Regions from separate parts of the Capra hircus genome. Here region 1 is linked to region 2. A link is a contact called in public Hi-C data. All regions are on one chromosome and are shown on one strand. The core of a region is the stretch at or near the end of the contact, and the rest is flanking DNA. Distances in the headings are between cores, read along the strand shown. Region 1 holds the start of PTPRE (receptor-type tyrosine-protein phosphatase epsilon). Region 2 overlaps PTPRE (receptor-type tyrosine-protein phosphatase epsilon).

Region 1 (4,727 bases), core at 1,590-4,089, 97 kb after region 2:
CACTAGAAGGCAGCATGCCAAGGCAAGGGGTGAAGGTGAACTTGGAACACGCAGGTTTTTCCTAGTGATCATCAAATATTAAGAAGGCCAGTCTTTATCTTAATGGATATATTTGTTCCTGTTTTGACAGCAAAACCTCTATAATGATAACTCAAACATTATAAATGGAAAAGACGTGTCAAATAAAGGAATGGAAAGCGACTTCCATGGTGTCCCGACTGCTCTGCAACTTGCCTCCTGGGGAGGTCATCTGAGGTCGCTTTGGTCCAAGTCAGACAGTCATTTTAGCAAGTACGTTCAGCATCTCTAGAAGCACTGGCTGTTTGGTCCCTAGGCAGGCGTCTCTTCTCTCTCCATCTATGTTAAAAAAAAAAAGGGTGGCTGCCTATCAACCACAACAGACATCCCCTAAAAACACACAAACACCTCTACATCCTCAGACCAGTTCCTAAAATGTTTCCATTCGTCCACAGATGAGTTTCCAGAGCCTCCTGTCAGGTGCCTGGCTGGGTGCTGAGAACACAGCATTTTCCCTGGGGAAATAACAATCCAGCCCATCTTCCCACAGCAGGATGGAGGCTGGTGTGATTAGAAGAATAAAGGAAGCATTAGGCAGTGTTGGGCTGGGTGGGAGGTCCCAGGTGTGACTTGACACGTGTTGAGTTTGGGGGCATTTGCCATCCCAGGAGAAATGTCAAGTGGGTGCCTGAGCCTCGGACTCGCAGAGGACGGGCCTAGGATACGACATGCTTCTGACCTGGAAGGAGGGAGTTTTGTTAAAAGCGGGCAGCTTGGCCTGGGGTGATGCCGCAGGAGAGACAAGCGCAGAGTAGGGGAGATCCATATCCATGTTTCAGCTCCACCACCAACCATCAACTGCAGTCAACTCCTCACACATCTGCCTTCAACACGCCCCCTCTAAGGGACCCTGGGCCCCCACTCCACGGCCACTGCAGCCCCTCTTCGGGCGGACAATTTGCGTGCGCACGCGCACACACACACGGATGGACGGGAGGGGTAAAGCATGAGGACACAGAGCTCCGGAAGGCGTCCACTGGCTTCCTTGGGGCACCGGCCAGGTCATCTCGGGGCTGGGGGAGGTCCCTCCATAAAGCTGAGAAGTGGCCCCGGCGCAGGGCTGTGGACCTGCCAGCAGCTTCACATCCTCTGTGCCTCCACAAGAGGCCTCCCAGTGACAGTCACAGGACCTCTTCATTCAGTGCCCACCACCCACGCGGCTGGGGGAGCTGAGCAGCTACGGTTTTACATCTAAAACCGTCTGGATTCAGCCAAAGACCCAGCCTTCTACATGAGCAAATCTAGATCTTAGCTCTTGCTGACATGCGCAAAGTTTCCGGGGTGGGGGTGAGGGGGCAGTGGTTGGTTCACAAGCATGGCTGACACCAGTGAACAAAGGCCAGAGGTCACGGTCAGAGGCAGTGCCACCTCTGGGAAGGGCCTGCCTACGTCACCACCTGGCTTTTTGCTCCCCAAAGCCTCCGAGCCTATCCTCAGAAAGCCTGGACTCCCAACGCTCTTTGCACACAGAGCACTGCCCCAGGCCACGAAGGCTGAGTGACCGCGCGGTCAGGACACCCACGCCCACCCCTTTGCACCCTCCTTCGGCTGAGAGCTCTGGTTCTGCAAAGGCTCAGCGCTCCCTTCACCCCACCACCCCACCCCACTCACAGCTGAAATAGGCATAGGTCTTTATTTTGCAGAATCAGGATTTCACTGACCTTTGAGACACAAAGACCTCCAGGCACCCCAGGTCAAGGGACACCCAGGGTCAGGAGCTGGCTGGACAGTGGTACAGGGAACTTCTGAAACACCTGACCAGCCTTTGCTGGTTGTTATCCCACCCCATCACCTTTCTCTCTAGAGCACAATTGAGCCACAATCCTGTTTCCTGGAGTTTCCCAGGTAGGAACTCTGGTAGTGGTCCTCATCTGAGATCCACGGCATAATTCTGCGAGCATAATTGTTTCACCTTTCTAGAAAGGCTTGCCGAGCCAGGAAGGAATTTAGGTCAAGTTCAGCGCGATCGCTCCAGGTTTGGCTCTGCCTCTCCATCCGAGGGGCTGTCCAGCCCTTCCCAGATGGTCCCGGGGAGCTGGCAGGCTTGGCTTTGTGCTGCGCTCCAGCCCAGGCGCTCTGACAGGTCACCCCGCGGACACCGTGGGCCAGCCTGGGCCACAGGGGAGGGCCCACTTGCCCCAGCGCTCCCTGCCGCATCTCTGAAGCCCCACAGCGGCACCCCACTCCCCTGCCCTCCGTGGGAAGGCCAGGGGCGCCCGGACAGCAGCCCACGCCGCTCGCGGAGTTGCTGCAACTCGGAGTCACTTTCTCCGAAGGCTCGGGTCTGACTCCTGCGTGCTGCAGCCCCCAACACACGCGCCGGCACCCCCTCTGGGTCTAGCCTGCCTTCACACACCTCGCCCTGTCGCCATCGCCACCCGCAGGCACACTCACTCTGCTGGTCCGTTTACCCAGAGGGAGCCCGAGAGAGCTGCCTACCTGCTCGCCAAGTTGGGCTGGGGAGGGACCACCCCGGGGGGGCCCGATGGCCGGGGTCGCGCTCTCCCCCAGACGCCGGCACCAGGCAAGCTCCCGGGCCGGCAGAGACCCGGCTCCGGACCCGGCACCCGGGCGCGGCCCTTCCTTCCCGCGGCGTCGGCCGAGACGGTGTGTCCCCGGCCAGCTCGGGCCGCCCCGGGCGCACGGCCACCCGCAGGGGTTCGCGGGGGGGCCCCGGTCCGCGCACCCTCGCGCGCACTCACCTCCCGGGAGCCGGGGCGCTCGCGCCGATCCCGCCGCCGCCGCCGCGGCGACTCCGCATCTCCCGGGGCGCCCGCCCGCCGCCCTCCGGGGCGCCCCGCCGTCCCCGCCGTCCCCGCCGGGCGCGCAGGAGGCTCGTGGGGACACGCGGAGGCCGCGGGGTCCGGGCGCCGCCCGCGCCGCCGCCGCCGAGCAGGAAATTTGTGGGGCCGGGTCCCCGCCGCCGCCGCCGCCTCCTCCGCGCCGCTGGCTCGGGCTCCGCGGCGGGGGCGGGGGCCGGCGCAGCGAGGAGCGGAGGCGACGCCTGGTGCCCGGCGCGGGGAGCGCACCCGGCCCGCCCCGCAGGGACCGACCGGCCGCCCCGGACCTTGACCCACGCGGCCGCCCCACGCGCGGGGACCCTGGCCGCGCGGCCCCGCTGCCTGGACCAGGGCGAACTGTCGGTATCAGGGTGTGACCCTCTTACAAGCGGGAAAGGCTCTTCCTTCTCAGCCTTGGTCTTGGGCACCAGGGACTGGAGTGCCTGGACACCAGCTCTGGGTCATGCCCTTGTTTCAGGAGGGCAGAGGGCAGGCGCCCAGAACCTAGGAGAGCCCAGAAATCTCTTGAGCTGCTGTCTCCCTCCCTGCAAAGAGGGAGGAAGGGTAGTGCTGGGTGGATGTTGTACTGGGCTCAATTTGCTCGCGATGCAGGAAACAAGGGTTCGATCCCTGGATGGGGACAGTCTCCTTGGGGGGGGCATGACAACCCACTCCAGTATTCTTGGCTGGACAAGAAGGGACAGAGGAGCCTGGCGGGCAATAGTCCATGGGGTCACAGAGAGTCGAACAGGACTTAGCAGGCAGGCGTGTGCTTGCCATTAAGGCAGTAACCTGCAGGCACAGGAAGAGAAGGGACTACCAGGAAGGGTCTGAACCAGGCGTTCTCAGGGACTGCTTTGCAGAAGACTTCCTGAAAGCTCCTTGGAGGAGTTTCAGAGTGAAGGAACTCCCACGGGGAGGGGCAGAAAGGATGCCTGTGTCAGCCTGGTTCTGAGCCCTGGTGCTGTGCCCTCCAGGTGAGCGTCAGGCTCCCGCCCTCACGTGGGAAATGCATCCTCCTTGCAGGGACCTCACTCTGGAGGGCTTGTGAATGGCAGGACCAATGGTGAGAAGGTGACACTTAGGGCACGGTTCCCTGCCTGCATCAGTAGCCAGCAGACACCTCCTGGGACCCCTGGCACTTGTTCTGGACAGAGCTGTGGACTCCAAAGGCTGGCGAGGGTGGCCACCTATTGGCTGGGACCATTTGCAATGCTATATATCCCTTCCACATGGCGTAAAGAGAGGTGAAAGAGTGCAGAATTTGAACTCGGCGCTCTGCCCATGCTGTCCCTGGGGATCTTGTCTGGTGCCAGGGCTTTAAATACCATCTGCATGCAGGGAGCTCCAAAACAGCACAGTCTGTGTGGCCCTCTCCTCCACGCTCTGGCTTCCTGGCTGTCTGCCAGGCAGACCCAGCCCTTGCTCTGACTCTGTTTCTCCGCAGGCTTCCTGTCTCCACCTCACATCCCGCCTCTAACACAGCCCCACGTCCAGATCCTGTCTCGCTCCGTGGTGCCTCTTGACTGTGTCCCCTCCTCTCCGCTCCGCCACCTTCATCTGATGACTGCAGGGTCCTCCAACTCCAGACTCATTCTTTTTTAGGCAGTCCATCCTAAGCACACCGTCCAGGGAGACTCCCTACAAATGAAACCAGGCCCTGCCAGTTTTCTGCTTAAAAGCTTCCATTTGGAATAAAAGCCATATTGCTGGGCGGCTCTGCCTAATTTCTCAGCAGCTCCTGGGCCCTGGGTTCCAGCCCCCCAGCACCCTCTCTCAGGGTCAGAGTCCAGCTCTTCCCCACCTGGGACTCCCCGCCTTGGTACCTGGCCTGCACCTTCCTCCTGACCGCCTCTGGGAAATGACCCT
Region 2 (4,494 bases), core at 1,027-3,526:
CAATGAGCTATTAGGCAGCCACGCAAAGGAATGAGGCACGAACACCTGCTGCAGCGTGGGTGACCCCCCAAAACACAAAGGGAAGTGAAACAGATCAGACGAGAAGCTCACCTAATGTCTGATTTCATTCCTATGAAATAGCAGAATCCACCAGTCTACAGCAATCAAGAGAGACAGAAGTCAGATACATGATCGCCAGGGGCTTGGGCAAGGGAGGGGGAAATGGGATTATCTGCTTAATGAGTACAGAGGGTCCCTTGGGGTGATGAAAATGTGCTGAACTAGGCAGACACAACAGCTTTACAACATTACGAAGGTAATAACTGCCGTTGAACTGTACTCTTTAAAGTGGCTAGCTTTTGGTTATGTGAATTCTACCTCAATAAAGACAGAGCATCCCAGAAGTGCCACATACTGTTCTTCGGGATAACGGGCACTTTCGCCAGGCTGGCTACCAAGATCCCCAAGAATAAAAACATTAGAAGAGACCCTGATGCTGGGAAAGCCTGAAGGCAGGAGGAGAAGGGGACGATGGAGGATGAGATGGCTGGATAGCATCACCGACTCAATGAACATGAGTTTGAGTAAACTCCAGGAGATAGTGCAGGACAGGGGAGCCTGGCATGCTGCAGTCCACGGGGTCACAAAGAGATACGACTGAGCGACCGAACAGCAATGACGGAGAACATTCAGAGAAGGGAGTGTGCCTGACATTGGTTGAGTGCTGTGTACCCAGGGCTTTCCCCTGCTCTCTCATTTGATCCTTACAGCGACAATAAGAGATCAGGACCCCTGCGGTCCCCACTTCACAGGTGAGGAAACTGAGGCACGAGAATACTGAGTAATACAGACCAGGAGCTGACACCGTGTCCTCTGGGTGGGGACGTGAGGGGTGTTGGAAATGGGGCTGTAGACGGAATATCCCAGTGGGCACGTGGGGCTTCTATACAGGATCCCAGTCTCCACACTCCACCCATTTCTGCATTAATCATTTCTCTTGATTAAATACTACTCCTACATTCTGCGGGTCCCATTGTGCTAAATTACATGGGGAGCGTGCATTGCAAATTACACTCATGATTAGAAGTTACACGGCAACATTTATACTAATTAAGCTAGGTCTCATTCCTTTTGCTTTAATTTTCAAACCCGGCAGAACCCCAGCGCCTTATGTCCACGTGTGAACGGCCACAAACGGATTGAATAAAACACACTTTCAATTCTCGGCTCTGCAAGATGATTTTAGACTTAAAACTGCTTACAGTACTGTGCTGCCTCCTTTAAAAAAATTTTTTTAAACCCTATTAACAGGATGAATGTGACCGAGTACAGTTCTGAAATGGAAACCACACAGGCTGCTCTTAAAATCGACGGTGCTACTGTTTGTTTTTAATGCCTTAGAAAACATTTTTAAGAGTCTGTTTTCCCTGAGCACGACTGACTTTTTAAATGTATTTCCCCAAGAAATACAAATGACTGCTACCCAGTGCAATTAGGAGAACATGAAGAAAGAAATAAAAATAGGGATGTTCTACGGAGTCCACTCAGGGCCAGGAGGCTTGCTGAGCACTTTGTAAGAATCTTCTCATCTTGCTCCCTCAGCCACTAAAGAGGGAACTACGCCCTTACAGGGGTCAAGTCACCCCCGGAGTCTCAAAGCAAGGAAGTGATGGCTCAGGATTTGGACTTTGCATCTGATTCAAAGCCTGCAGCGCTTTCCCGTGCTTCAAACGAGGAGCTACGCATGCGTGTTTGAAAGAAGACAAAACGTGAGCAGTGATCGCCCCCAAACATCTCAGAGCCAACGGATGTTGCTTCGTTCTCCAGCTCGTGTTCATTTACGCGGAGACTGCTGCGTGAACACCTGCTGGGTGCTGGGCAGGGTGTCGGGAGCGGGGAAGACGAGGATGACTGAGGGCAGCCTCATCGCCGCCTTCCCGGGCTCTGAGACTGCGGGCTTTTCCGGCCAACCTGCCCATAGTCACGTCTTCCCTCCCGGGACCCCGTTTCCAATCACTGGGACCTAGAGGGAGTGAGCCCACTGCCACGTGCCCCTGGAAATCACCGTCTCCCTGACCTGGTCGCCTCCGGGGCCTCCTGCACCGCCACCTTTCCGCACACTTCCGGCGACACCCTCCTCACTTGTCCGCGGCGTGGGCTCCAGCACGGGGGTGCAATCCGCTAAGCGGGGCGTTCATGGTCTGCTACGGCTCAGCTCTCTGCTCTGCAGGCCCTGGGCCCTGGATCTGGGAGGGGAGGAGGGCTGGTGGGGGCGCTGCCCAGGGGCACAGCCTGGAAGTGAAGTCCAAAGGCGGAGGCCGGCCCCGCAGCCTGCAGACGTCAGACAGGAGGGCCAAAGGGGTAAGGGAGTTTGTTACTGGGAAGCCAGGTGAGACCATAAGCTCTTCAGCCCCGACACCCCTTATTACAGGTGAACATCAAGCCGCCACAGGTCTGCCCTGCCCACCGGGGGCTGACTGGTACAGGTTCCCTGGTCCCTCGTGCTGAGGACGTTCCCATTCACATCTCCCGAGAGCCCGGGAGCCCCCGGGAGGTCCCCGGGGCAGGAAATGGAAGACACAGGTCTCTGCCTGTGTTGTGAAGACTGTTCCTCAGGGGAAATGGGAGTCCCAAGCCGGCCCAGGATCTGGGGGACAGAATGGGAGCACCCCCCGGCCACCTTACTGGCTCCAAAGCCACACTGAGGGAGGTGGGATTTAAATAGCATCCAAAGGAGTAAAATCGTATAAAATCTCACTGTGTGCCTGATTGGGACAAAGTACTATGGGAAAGGGCTTCCCTGGTGGTATCCAGTGGTTAACGATCCTCCTCGCAACGCAAGGGACACAGGTTCAATCCCTGGGCCAGGAAAGACCCCACGTGCTGCAAGACAGCTAACCCACCGGTCGCAGCTACTGAGCCTGAGCTCTGGAGCCTGGGAGCCGCGACGACGGAGCCCGCGCACCCGAGAACCTGCGCACACAGGAGCGGAGCCTCTGCCGCGAGAAGCCCGCGCTGGAACTAGAGAGCGGCCCCCTCGCCGCAACCGGAGAAAAACCCGCACAGCAAGGAAGAGCAGCACAGCCAAGAATAATAAATCAGTGATTCTTTCAAAAGTACTATGCCAGAAACAAGGCAGGTCTTCCTTATTCAGAGCCTTTTGCCAGGACATCAACCACCACTTCGTGTGAAAGAACAGGAATTTATAACTGGATGCTCTTTGCTGCCACCTCCCCTAGAAGTGGTCCCTCACCCTTTTCTGTGTGCGGTCCCATACACCACACACACACACACACACACACACACACACACACACACACACTCACACACTCACACACTCTCACACACACACTCCTCTGAAACAAAGCACAGCCCGGCAGCACCAAAGCTGTTTGGAAGGTGACAGATGGCTTTTCGTATAAGAGATAAAGGACTGTGAGGTTTCTCACTCTAGCCTTTCCGACGTGAACTAGCCCAATGTGCTGTCATAGTGCAAACAGCAGTGAAAAGGCCAAATTTAAGATGAGCTGTAGATCCCATTCAAGACGTTGCTGGGGTGCCCTTCTAACAGGCGGGGAGGGGGTGCTCCCAGGGAGGAGGTCAGCCCTGACCCAGCAGCTTCCTGCCTCTGTGCGTGACCCCGAGTGAGCAGGTTGAGTCATTAACCGTAACACTGAGAGGACCTGAGGTCCCTAGAGGAGCGTGCAGGAGCCTGGAGGGGTTCCCTGTACTTTGCTGGGAAAGACTGACATCCCGGGAGAAACTGATTTAAATGAAACACTTCAGAGGATGCAGCCTCGTATTTGTTCCTCTCATCAGTAAGCCTGTCCTCACCATATGTATCCAAAATCATTCAAGGGCAAGTAGCACAAGCCGTTGAAAAGTAATCTGAATATCCACCAAAGATACAGTCTCTGTGAGAACAGATGCAATTAGAAAATGATGCAGTCTCAATAGAAGCCGCAGGAGAAAGAAAAGGAAAGAGAGAGAGAGAGAATAAAAGAAGCAAGGAAAGAAGGAAAGGAAGAAAAAAAGAACAGTGGGAGTAGGGAGGAAGAGAAGGAAGGGAAAAAACAGAAAAGAAAATCTTTCTCCCATTTTTTAAATTGGTTAGTCTGTTTTCATGTCAAATATTTCCTAAAATATCTTTACAGTTTCCACATTAGCTGAAAGATACATATCCAAGATTTTAAGCATGTTCTCTTTGCTTAAAGAACATTTAGATATTACATTTTAAGCGAGGAGAAAGGACTTTCATATTAAACAGCAATTTGAACGCACAGGAAGACATAAAATCTGCACAAATCCTTTGGACAAAACTGTTCACTCACCACCTACACGGATGTTACATTTTACAAACTGGTAGCATAAGCTCACAGACAAACTTGACTGGGAATAGAATTGCTATGACATTCCTAAATTAACAGTGAGAGGCAACATTCGATATTACATTTTAAAAGCTGTTGGAAAATGCATTTTTCTCCCAACCTAAGC

The links. Hi-C and Micro-C count contacts between places; a contact is called where the count stands out from the background.
Region 1: a contact with region 2 is called in a Hi-C map of blood, with 3 times the contacts expected there. The contact joins the promoter of PTPRE here to the enhancer-like site in region 2. A contact is called at or near these places in 2 of 5 Hi-C or Micro-C datasets (blood and liver).

Annotation. Positions count from the first base shown.
Region 1 is chr26:4,721,903-4,726,629 of ARS1.2, forward strand. PTPRE (receptor-type tyrosine-protein phosphatase epsilon) reads right to left here and starts at 2,840. Exons shown (of 21, transcript XM_018041550.1): 1 at 2,781-2,840.
Region 2 is chr26:4,625,460-4,629,953 of ARS1.2, forward strand. The region is part of intron 2 of PTPRE (receptor-type tyrosine-protein phosphatase epsilon); the gene reads right to left. Among named protein-coding and RNA genes, the nearest start is that of PTPRE, 97 kb to the right of the region's middle. Within about 2 kb of position 2,277, at least 1 of the 5 cell types and tissues checked has an H3K27ac peak or open chromatin away from gene starts, as enhancers often do.